Regions from separate parts of the Mus musculus genome. Here region 1 is linked to region 2. The links are chromatin contacts, called in public Hi-C maps. All regions are on one chromosome and are shown on one strand. Each heading gives the region's core, a stretch centred on a gene start, on an enhancer-like site or on the middle of the called end of the contact. The rest is flanking DNA. Distances are from core to core; before and after follow the strand shown.

The links. A called contact is a pair of places that touch in the nucleus more often than the background predicts.
Region 1: a contact with region 2 is called in a Hi-C map of cortical glia, with 2.0 times the contacts expected there. The contact joins two enhancer-like sites. A contact is called at or near these places in 1 of 15 datasets of contacts at CTCF or cohesin (embryonic stem cells), 12 of 484 Hi-C or Micro-C datasets (cerebral cortex, cortical glia, embryonic stem cells and 4 more), 3 of 115 datasets of contacts at active chromatin or transcription factors (embryonic stem cells, extraembryonic endoderm stem cells and trophoblast stem cells) and 1 of 9 other capture datasets (adipose tissue).

What each region holds. Positions count from the first base shown.
Region 1 is chr16:97,777,510-97,782,849 of GRCm38.p6, reverse strand. No RefSeq gene overlaps it. Among named protein-coding and RNA genes, the nearest start is that of Ripk4, 16 kb to the right of the region's middle. Within about 2 kb of position 3,964, at least 63 of the 459 cell types and tissues checked have an H3K27ac peak or open chromatin away from gene starts, as enhancers often do. A contact at or near this core is called in cortical glia, where this site is marked.
Region 2 is chr16:97,699,306-97,704,680 of GRCm38.p6, reverse strand. No RefSeq gene overlaps it. Among named protein-coding and RNA genes, the nearest start is that of Gm41513, 28 kb to the left of the region's middle. Within about 2 kb of position 2,575, at least 17 of the 459 cell types and tissues checked have an H3K27ac peak or open chromatin away from gene starts, as enhancers often do. A contact at or near this core is called in cortical glia, where this site is marked.

The sequences.
Region 1 (5,340 bases), core at 2,715-5,214, 77 kb before region 2:
TGCTGAGAATTGAACTTGAGTCTTCTACAAGAGCATCAAGTGCTCTTAACTCCTGAGCCAGCCCCCTAGATGTTAATTTTCAAAAACTGGTTAATAATCATGTTGACTTGTCCATCATAATAAATCCACACCAGAGAGACAGATACATATATTGATAATATTCCAGTTGATAAATGCAGTGGAGAGAAAGATGAGAACCATGCTAGAATGTTTCGTCCACTTTACACTACCCCACTGAGGCTTGGTGTGAAACATCTTCTGCACAGTCCTGTGTGCACACATGCAAACACACAGGCAAAACTGTGCACATCTAACCTTGTGCATATGCCCTACACACCTGACCCATGTGTGCAAAAACAGAGCCCGAAGAAAGTACAGGAAATGAAGGAAAGTAGTTTAAGGATACAGTTTTAGCTAAAAAACACAAAGCCAAGCACAGTGGCTTATACCTGCAATCCTAGAACAGAAGATGCTGAGGCAGAAGGGTTTCAGGCTGGCCTGGGCAATACAGTGAGATGTTTCAAAACTTTGGTTCATATTTTACAGTAAATCTTGATAGTCTGCTTTCTACTGGATAGAGCTATACTTGAGCCACATTGGTTTTGAGACCAAGGTTTCTCTACATAGACCTTGCTGTTGTGAAACTCAACAGGCTGGCCTCAAACTCAACAGAGATCCAGCAGCCTCTGCCTCCTGAGAGTTCTGGGATTAAAGAAATGTGCCACCATTCCTGGCTTCTTGAGCCACATATTTTTTAAAACTAACTTCCTTCCTTCCTTCCTTCCTTCCTTCCTTCCTTCCTTCCTTCCTTCCTTCTCTCTCTCTCTCTCTCTCTCTCTCTCTCTGTATTTATTTATTTATTTATTTATTTATTTATTTATTTATTTATTTATTATAAGTGTTCTATTCGCATGTATACTTGCATGCCGTAAGAAGGCATCAGATCACATTGTAGATGGTTGTGAGCCACCATGTGGTTGCTAGGAATTGGACTCAGGACCTCTGGAAGAGCAGGCGGTGTTCTTAACCGCTGAGCCATTTCTCTAGCCCCAAGTCACATTTTTAATGATGGATACTGACTTTGCTTTCAGCAAGTTAAAAATTATCATTTGCATAATGCTGTATTTTATTTAATCTCTAGGTTACAAATGGGGTGAAAGTCATAAAGTACAGGTGTGGTGATCCCTTTCATTCCATCCCAGCAGCTGTCACAGGGTCTGGGTAAGCAGGTACTTCTGGGATCACCTATAAGGGCAGATGGAGTGATCGCACCACACATGCACAGGCATTCTGCTCCTGAGTCAGGACACCGTGAACTCAAAGCCCTGATTCTGAAGAGTTCATTTTACAACGTTATAAACACTAGGCCTACTTTTGCTTCGTAATTATATCTTTTTAAATTTATTTTTCCCTCCCAAATATAGTTCTTTTGGCTTTTTGCATAATAACTTTTATTCTTTATTTTGTTTGATGAATTGCTTTGTTAATTTTTAAATAAAAACTATTATGTTGTGTTTAAGGGCTACAACATAAGGTTTTTATTCTTTCTGTCTCACTCTCTCTCCCTCCCTTCCTTTTTTCCTCTCTCTCTACCTGCTTCTCTTTCTCAAGAAAAGTTTAATCTGGCCTTTAACTCTTTTTAAAAAATAAAATGAAATAGTATATTTGTTTAAAAGGGAAAGCTGGTTGTGTTTTTGCTGGCCTCTAAAATAAATAGTAATCAGCTTCACAAAAAGAGATTTATTTATTTTTATTTTATGCATACAAGTATTTGCATGTGTGGATATATACATGCTGTATGAGTGCTTTTAATCACTGAATGACTTCTCCAACCACAATGAGTTAAAAAAACAAAAACCAAAAAACCAAAAAATAAGAAAACCTTACTATTGAGGTTCACACCCCCTGTAACTCGAGCTCCAGGGAATTCCAATGTCTTTGGCCTCCAAAGGCACCTGCCTTCTCAGGCACTCCCCAAGAATGCATAATTAAATATATATTATATATAATAAATATAAATAATATATGGGAAATTTATATATATACATATAGTATGTCTGTGTGTGTATATGTGTGTGTCTGTGTGTGTATATATGTGTGTGTGTCTGTGTGTGTGTCTGTGTGTATATGTGTGTGTCTGTGTGTGTGTCTGTATGTGTGTCTATATGTGTGTGTGTCTGTGTGTATACGTGTGTGTGTATGTGTGTGTGTAAAACCTCAAACAGTGGAGTCAGGAGGATCCTCCAGAAGCTTGAAGGCTGGAGCACATAGTACAGCAGCAGAAACAACAAAGATCCTGCCTCAAAAACATGGTGGAAGGAGACAACCAACTCACTAAAGTTTCCCCTGACTTCCACATGCTGTGGCATGAAAAACACCTTACTTACATACACATCAAACATAGGTATAAACATACACATACTCTAATAAAAAATTAATTGGAAAGATCATAAATGAGACAAAAGCTGTGCCAGCAGATGTGTAATTGTATTTTTGAGGAAAGCTGGGGGATTAATGAGACAGGACTTTTTTAGACGTAAAGATCTCCTATTTCTTGGGTCTCCACATAAGGGCAAGCCTATGGATGTGGTGAGGACTCAGCATCAAAGTAGGCATCTGGGCCATCTTTCTAAGCTACACACTGAAGGGAAGCCTATCGAACAACCAACAAAGCACTGTGGAGAAGGCAAGCTGGGTGCTGAGGCTGTGAGAGCTGTATTCCCCTAGAGACATGTCCCACCCAACCCTACCCCTCTGTGAGTGATCCCTTTTGCAAATAGGGTTTTTGCAGCCGTAGTTAGCCAGGATCCTGTGTGGCTTGACCCACTTTCTGGACAACAATACTACCATAGACTGGGAATAGCAGCAGGAGTTAATCTGGCAAGAGGCTCAGTGGGTGAAAGCATGCGCCTCATAAACCAGATAGCTTGAGTTACAGTTAGACATTGACTCCTGAAAACTGTCGTCTAACTTCCACACAGGTGCTCTGGCATGCATGTACACCACAAACACACACACACACACACACACACACACACAGAGAGAGAGAGAGAGAGAGAGAGAGAGAGAGAGGCAGAGAGGCAGAGAGAGAGAGAGGCAGAGAGAGAGAGAGAGATCAAAATTAAAACAAAAACAAATAAACAAAAATAACAGTTTATTGGAATCATAGTCCAGAATAGAAGCGCTACTTCTGCTAAGGGCCTCTGGGTGATCCATAGCACCCAGCATCACAGGATGGGGTGAGATCCTGGTATAAAGAATTCACTCAACTGTAATGACATTCATCTGTACCCAAGGGCAGAGCTCTCCTGACCTGATCTCCTTAACACCACTGCCAAGCCAAAAAGAAAGTTTCTACACAAGTTTGGAAGGGACATTGACACCATTACTGTGACATACTAGATTTATGTAGGCCTTTCAGGGGCTAAATCCTTATGAGAAAAGGGTTTCTTGGACACAGATGGGCACATGGGAGAAGCTAGGTGCTGGAGGAGACAGACTGGAGAGATGCAAGTATAAGATATTTTTAGGGAGTTGAGAGCCAATAAGAAATACCCAGGATCCAAGCAAGCAAGACCAAGATGCCTGGATTTCAACCAAAGATTACCGCATATATGAGAGAGAGACTAGATGAGACCCAAAACAAGGAGGAAAACTAATGGACCCAAACCAACCCAGAAGTTACAGAGACGTTAGCACTAATAAAAAAGTGGAAAATTTCAGTTATAAGTGTACATCATTTGTTCAATAAGCCAAATAGAGTTCCAGAGTTATAACTGAGGCACAGAAGAGAGATCTAGACGTAGTGGCCAGGCCATCAACATCTGTGTCCGCAGGAACCCAGGGGCTTTTGTGACTGAGGAGTCTGGTTGGAATTTTTAGTAGGTTCATTAGGTGTAGAGGGCCAAGCAGCCAGGTTGCAGTTCCCAGAACAGCCCACAGGTGGCAGGTGGGGACGGCCTGGAGACTTTGGCAGAGCTGAATGGGGCGTGTGTGAGAAACAGAACCCTGAGAGCATTCTTTTCCAAACAGAGGGCTTAAGGAGAAAAGTCTTGGCTGCCGGTGTGTGATCTGAGAACTGATAGAAAGGACCCCGCTGGCAGAGCTGCAGTGCTCAGGACTCAGCAGGGTGACTCACGCTGGGGCAGGCAGGGACCGCCTCCCTGGAACAGCAGGAGGTTGGTGGGGGGAGGAACAGTGCACCTACATTTGCTCCTGCGAGGCGACTGCCACCTTGCTCACAGGTTCTGATGACGCTGACCACCGTGGTCGACTTCGGGAAGACTGCCTACAGCTTACTTTTTGGAAGCTTTCTGGCAGATGGTCTAGAGGGACTGAGGCTGATAGTCTGCATTGTGCACAGGATGTACTCTAGTCGTAGACGCAGCCACAGGTTTCTCCCTGGGGCTTAGAAATGGATTCCAATTTAAAGGAAACACAACTACAAAGCAGGCTGCAAAGGAGTTAACTATTCTGGGGAAGTAGTGGCTCCCTATAAAAGGAGCATTCAGGAGATGGAGGCAAGGTCCGAAGTTCAAGGTCATCCTTGGTACAGAGTGTGTTGGAAGCCAGCCTGGGCTACACAAAAAACCAGCCTCCAACCCCAGATACAAGTGAGTCTGGTAAGTCTAGGAAATAAAGAGTTCTGGTTCTGAAGACTGTGGTTCAAGCAAAACAAAACTGTCAAGATCCCATGTTTACTGAGGACTCTCTAGAAAAACAGGACCAATAGGAGATGCGTCTATGTAACATGTATATAATCACACATGTTCCTGCCTTACTATGAGACTATATTCCATTGAAATCACAGGAAGTTGAAAAATATCAACATGTGTGAGTGTATTGAGTATACCTTTCCAACTCTCCCAGTTTGGCCTTGTCAACCTTAAACATGCTCTAAACACTGAAATCAGCCTACAGCTAGGAAGATCTATCTAAGTCAAAGCCTGTTGGACAGCAAGTTACCTATTGAACAGTGCCTCTGTACCCAGGGACAAACAAGTGCATTGCTGTGTGCTTGGTTCTGTTCTGTGGCCTTAGCAGGTCCCCATCCCATTCCCTAGAACCAGTTTAAGTCACACAGAAAAGGCCTGCTGTTGGGAGCCGCGCCCACATTCGCCGTTACAAGATGGCGCTGACAGCTGTGTTCTAAGTGGTAAACAAATAATCTGCGCATGTGCCAAGGGTATCTTATGACTACTTGTGCTCTGCCTTCCCCGTGACGTCAACTCGGCCGATGGGCTGCAGCCAATCAAGGAGTGACACGTCCGAGGCGAAGGAGAATTCTCCTAAAAAAGGGACGGGGTTTTCGTTTTCTCTCGCTCTTGCTTCTCTCTCTCT
Region 2 (5,375 bases), core at 1,326-3,825:
GTTCACAAACATTTTTTGTATATGTTAGAATTTGGACTCACCTCCTTTGTGTAGTGGTTAGCACTCTGAATTCTCAATTTATAATCACTTCTGGTTTTATTTTGAGAAACAGGAATTTAATAACTAAGTTCTTTGATCTAGCATGCATTTTTATTTTATTTATTTGGCTCAACATAGCCCAAATTAAGAGTTTATTTCAAATATACACACACATGGCCAAAATGTGATATTAATTATATTTTAAAATAGCTAGCCTGTGGACACCTTGTCCTATGCAATGTGTTTCATTTATCAGTCTCCATGCCTTACACAAATCTCCCTAAAACCAACAAGCAGTTTCTGCTGGCTCTGCCTGACCTGACCAGCTACTATCTCCTGGATTCTACAACATTCTGCTCCAGTTTCTGGTCACTGTACAGTTAGTAGACCTGCATACCAGCTGGGCTCTGGGAATGGCCATCACACACTTCAGATTGAGTGGCTCTTGCTCCATCTGCATGTCTGGCTGTGTTGTTTTGTCAAGCAGCTTTTTTTTTTTTTTTTAAAGATTTTATTTATTGTTACATGTAAATACACTGTAGCTGTCTTCAGACACACCAGAAGAGGGCATCAGATCTCATTATGGATGGTTGTGAGCCACCATGTGGTTGCTGGGATTTGAACTCAGAACCTTTGGAAGATCAGTCAGTGCTCTTACTTGCTGAGCCATCTCACCAGCCCGTCAAGCAGCTTTTATTGTGCTGTCTTTAAAATATTTTTAACTACATTTATTTAATGACTTTGTAGTGGCAGGGAACAGGTATGGAGGACAGAGGACAACTTTCTGGAGTCAGTTCTCTGCTTCTACCACATTCCCCATAAGATAGTTCTTAGGTGAGAGATGGCTTGACAGCAGTACCTTTACTTGCCTTACCTCACCAAGCCATCTTGCTGTACCTTAGGACTGCTACAGGGCAAAGCAGAGGTAGATATTTCAGCTGAAGCACTGGCTGGGTTTTTGGACCCTAGAGGGCCCCCTGTCGGGATCTGTCAAGGGACCCCATGAAGACCTCATAGACTTCATCAATGATAGGATGAACAGGGCAGTGTAGCACTTAGGACTCTGGAGAGGAAGGGTGCTTCCTCTTTGAGGATGCCAACTGCTCCAAGATCTGCTTCTTGGTACAGAATCAGATGTCAGGAACAGATCTTCATAGCCCTCCCTCGGAATGCCTGACTCTGGCCTGGAAGTCAATTTTGAGATCTCAGTGAATGTCACTGCCACACTAGATGAAGGGCTCATGTGCTGCAGCCAGGTGCTAAGATGGATCATAGGCAGCCAGTTCTGGATAATGCAGACCATTCATGAAGCAGGAATCATACAGAGACTCAACAGCATTTGCTTGTGCTGTCTCTAAAGGAAGGATTTATTTAACATGAAGGAGCAGTGGCTATTTGCTGTCGATGTCCCAGCTCATATCAGCATCTAGCAATCAGGTGAGATAGTTATCTGTTCACTCTCTGCTTCTTCAGCAAGATAGACTACACAGGGGTTGGAGAGAAATCCAGAACTCTAAAGATGCTGGTCAACAAGTGGAGTCCATTGGAAAGCCACTTTCTCACTTGTCACTCGGTAGTGTCACACATTGGGTCATGCTCTGTCCCCATGATATCATTAGCGATACAAAATGGACATCCAAAGTCTTCCATTCCTTTGACACTGACCAATGTGATGTCCTTGTAAGAATAGCTCATGTCAGCCATGATGCTAATGTGGGAAAACAGAAACACTGGCCATTAATTTCGCCAAGTTGCTGGCCTTTATAAAAAAGTTTTAATTGTGGCTATGGAGACTCTTGGGCTGTGATGTGGGACTCTGAAGAGGACCAATTATAATGGAGGCTGGAGGATGTCTTCAGGCATATGCTGAGGTGATAGCTAGGCTTAGAAGACCTCTGACAGTCACATCTCTACCTCAGAAAGGGATAGAGACACAATCACACACTGGTGTGTGTGTGTGTGTGTGTGTGTGTGTGTGTGTGTGTGTAGCCAGTACAGTGATATTCTTATTTTCACCATGTGTCAGGAATTCTTTTGATCTAGGATAAGTTATGGTAGTCCTTGCAGCTCATTTTGCTCCTAGTTTATATTGCTGAGGATTCTGTACCCTTTTGCACACTTTCTTCTGGCCTTTGCATTTTGCACATGTCCTCCTTTCTGCTGCTCTGGACACCACTGTCCTGACTTTTCAGGTCATCTGGACCAAGTCTGTCTGCTTTGAAGCCTGTACTCAGCATCCCCAACTACCAAGGACCATGCCCCACACTCTGCCTGCCATGCAAGCTCATAGGGCCTTGGGTGAGCCACTTTCTTTCCAGCAGGACTTTACACCCTCTGTGAGGACACTAGAGTCACAAAGTCACTACAGCCGAAAGCCCCTGTCTTTCTTTGTTGCATAGAGAGGTTTTCATCTATGGCTCCCTGATGCTCCTCACCATTATTTTTTGTCTTCATGGAGCTGGCTCCAATGCACACTGTCATCTCCAATCTCTTACATATCCTTGTGCTGTTGGCTGCCTTTCAGAACATATAATTAGACAATGGCAGGCTCTGTACAAGCTGAGGACTGACAGACAAGCCACCACATGACCTCACTCCTGGTAGGCAGGACTGGCCCAGGAGCTGCCAGACATCTCCAGAACATTGGGGGTCCTGCTGTTTCTTGGCTGCTGTGTCTGGGCTTCTGCTTACCACTTTCTATCCCGTGTCCTTTGTCCAAATCCTCCCCTATAAATTATACATTTAGGCCTAGGATGCCATTCAGGATAGGACCCTGAAATCTGAGATCCATTCTGCTAACTTTAACTTCATGCCCTAAGCAAGTCTCTTAATATACCTGTGCCTCAGTTTCCTCAAGACCAATAGCCAATTAACCCTTGGCCTCCTCTGTAAACCTCAATAAGATTTGGCTTGAGAACTAAGCATTTCTGGGAGCGGAACATCCCATAAATCCAAGCTGTCATTACAATAAACCTAATTACAGGCTCATCAGAAGGCCAAGGAGGGTCCCCCACAAAAATGAAGGGCTCTGTACCTTGGAAAAGGGGGGTCACTATCTATGGGTGCTGGCTCCTTACTTGGCTCAAGTTGATACTCCATTCAGCTTTGGGCTTTGCATTGTTCTGCCGGGCACTTTGTACATGGGTTACAGGCCTGGATGCCCACATACCTGCATTATCTCCTCTTTGTCTCTGCTGCTTTGAGGGTTGGTTTCATAATGTCCCACCCCAAAGAAAAGATGGCTTTGTTCTGGAAGGAAGAGGAATGAGGCCATTTTCCCAGAGTCTAGTCAGGGCTGATCTTTACCAAATCTTCTGTCTCTGTAATGGCGACCAGTCTACAATGCCTAAATCCAATTGAAGAGAGCTGGAGTCTCATAGCAAGCAGCTCCAGCCTCTGAATCTCTCACCATTGTTGATTGTTACACATTTGAGTCAGGCACTCCAATGTGATAGATGCCTGTTTTCTTCACAGACACAATGTTCTGGGAGCTGCTCATTTGCATGCCAAGGCCAATTTCAATCAGGGACTACATCAAAACTGAAAAAAAGAGAAAGGAAAAACACAAAGAAAACCCACCTAGCCCTTCTTCCATCCCTCCCTCCCTTTCTTCCTTCCTCCCTCCCTCCGTCCTTCCCCCTCTCTTACTTCCTCCTTCCCTCCTTCCTTCTCTCCCTCCCTCCTTCTCTCCCTCCCTCCTTCCCTCCTTCTCTCCCTCCCTCCTTTCCTCCTTCTCTCCCTTCCTCCTTCCCTCCCTCCCTCCTTCACTCCCTCCCTCCCTTCTTCGATCCCTCCCTCTCTCCCTCCTGGTCCTGATCTGAGGTATCCACATGTCTCTTCTGATCTAAAAACCAGTTTAGCCCCTGTGTCACAGGCCTCATCCAGCCTGTCCTCCCTTCCTACAGTCTGTTGTTCTTCAGTGTGGGAGATTACTGCCTTGGCTTGCACCTTCTTGTTGCTGGCTAATACCTTGCTAATACCTTATCATTAACTCATAAAATCAGTCCAACATGTCTTGAATGCTTTTTGGTGTGTGTGTGTGTGTATGCTGATTTTGAGACATACAAGATACAATCCTGGGCTCCCAAAATGTGGGACAGAAATGGACAATCAAATGGAAGAGAGGATCACAAGAGTTCATGATGGAGATGGTGTTCCTGTAGCCTGAGGCCTCCATCCTTCACCATGATGGCATAGTTCCCAATGTAGGCCTGACATTCTTAGAAGGCTGGATTTGGAGACAGGGCTTTATAGAGGTAATTAAAGTTAAATTGGGTCACTAGAGTAGCCCTGATTCACAGACATACATAGAGACCACTAGGTGAGAACAAAGGGAGAAGATGCCATCTGCACACCAATGGGACAAGCCTCAAGAAGACCCAGCCTGGCTTTCTCGACTTTGGACTTTTAGCCTTCAAGACTGAGAGGAGATGAATATGCTGTAAGCTGCTGGTTTGTGGTGTTTTGCTCCAGGATTCTTACATGGGGATGGATTATTTTGTTCTGAAGGAGACTCAGGTGTTAGGAGAGGGTCAGGCTCAGAAGGGCAGGTAGAAGGACAAATGTTTAGGGCCTCCAGGAACTAACTTGGACTTCTCTCACAGGAAATTCATTTTCTTCTGAGAAATAATTGAAAGACACTTGGAAGTTCCAAGACTGCCCTGAATAGGTTCCCAGATCTGCACAACAGTGCAGCCTGTGTGATATGGCCACAACCATCTTTCTCCTGGGATGGACACCATTGTGGCCAGGCTGGGCTCAGGGGAATGTTCTCTGTGGAGCTAGAAATGGCATCACACTAAGTCCTTAAACGTCAGAACTAAAATTGATCAGATCCTCAGGACAAGAACCTGTGTCGGGCAGGCCAGGCCTAAAGTGAGGCCTGTGACTACAGTCCTGTGCTGAGTGATTCTAGCACCACCAGCTTTCCAAAGACCCACCTCTGTGTGAGGCCATTTATCCCCATACCTTCCTTGTGAGATAAATGATAGACCATACAGGTGGGAGTTCTGCCATTTAGACCATGGGGTCTTTGCTTAGGTAAACCCAGAGGGGCAGGAAGAGGACTTAATAGCCTAAAACTTGGAGGACCTGCAGATATGATAAAAGGTTGGAGTGGGAGCTCAGAGGCCCACTTCTTCACCCCCATGTCCCAATGATCCAACATGCCTCCTTGTTATGTTTTAGAGGCTCTTGGGTACTATAATCCAGCATTGGAGGAGAAAAGGTTATGAGGATATAGTTAGGTGGGACACACAGTCCACAGCCACATCTTTTGACCCTTTGCCTGGAAATCAGCCAGTTTGGAAGCACTGGAAGGGTCTAATAGAGGATAT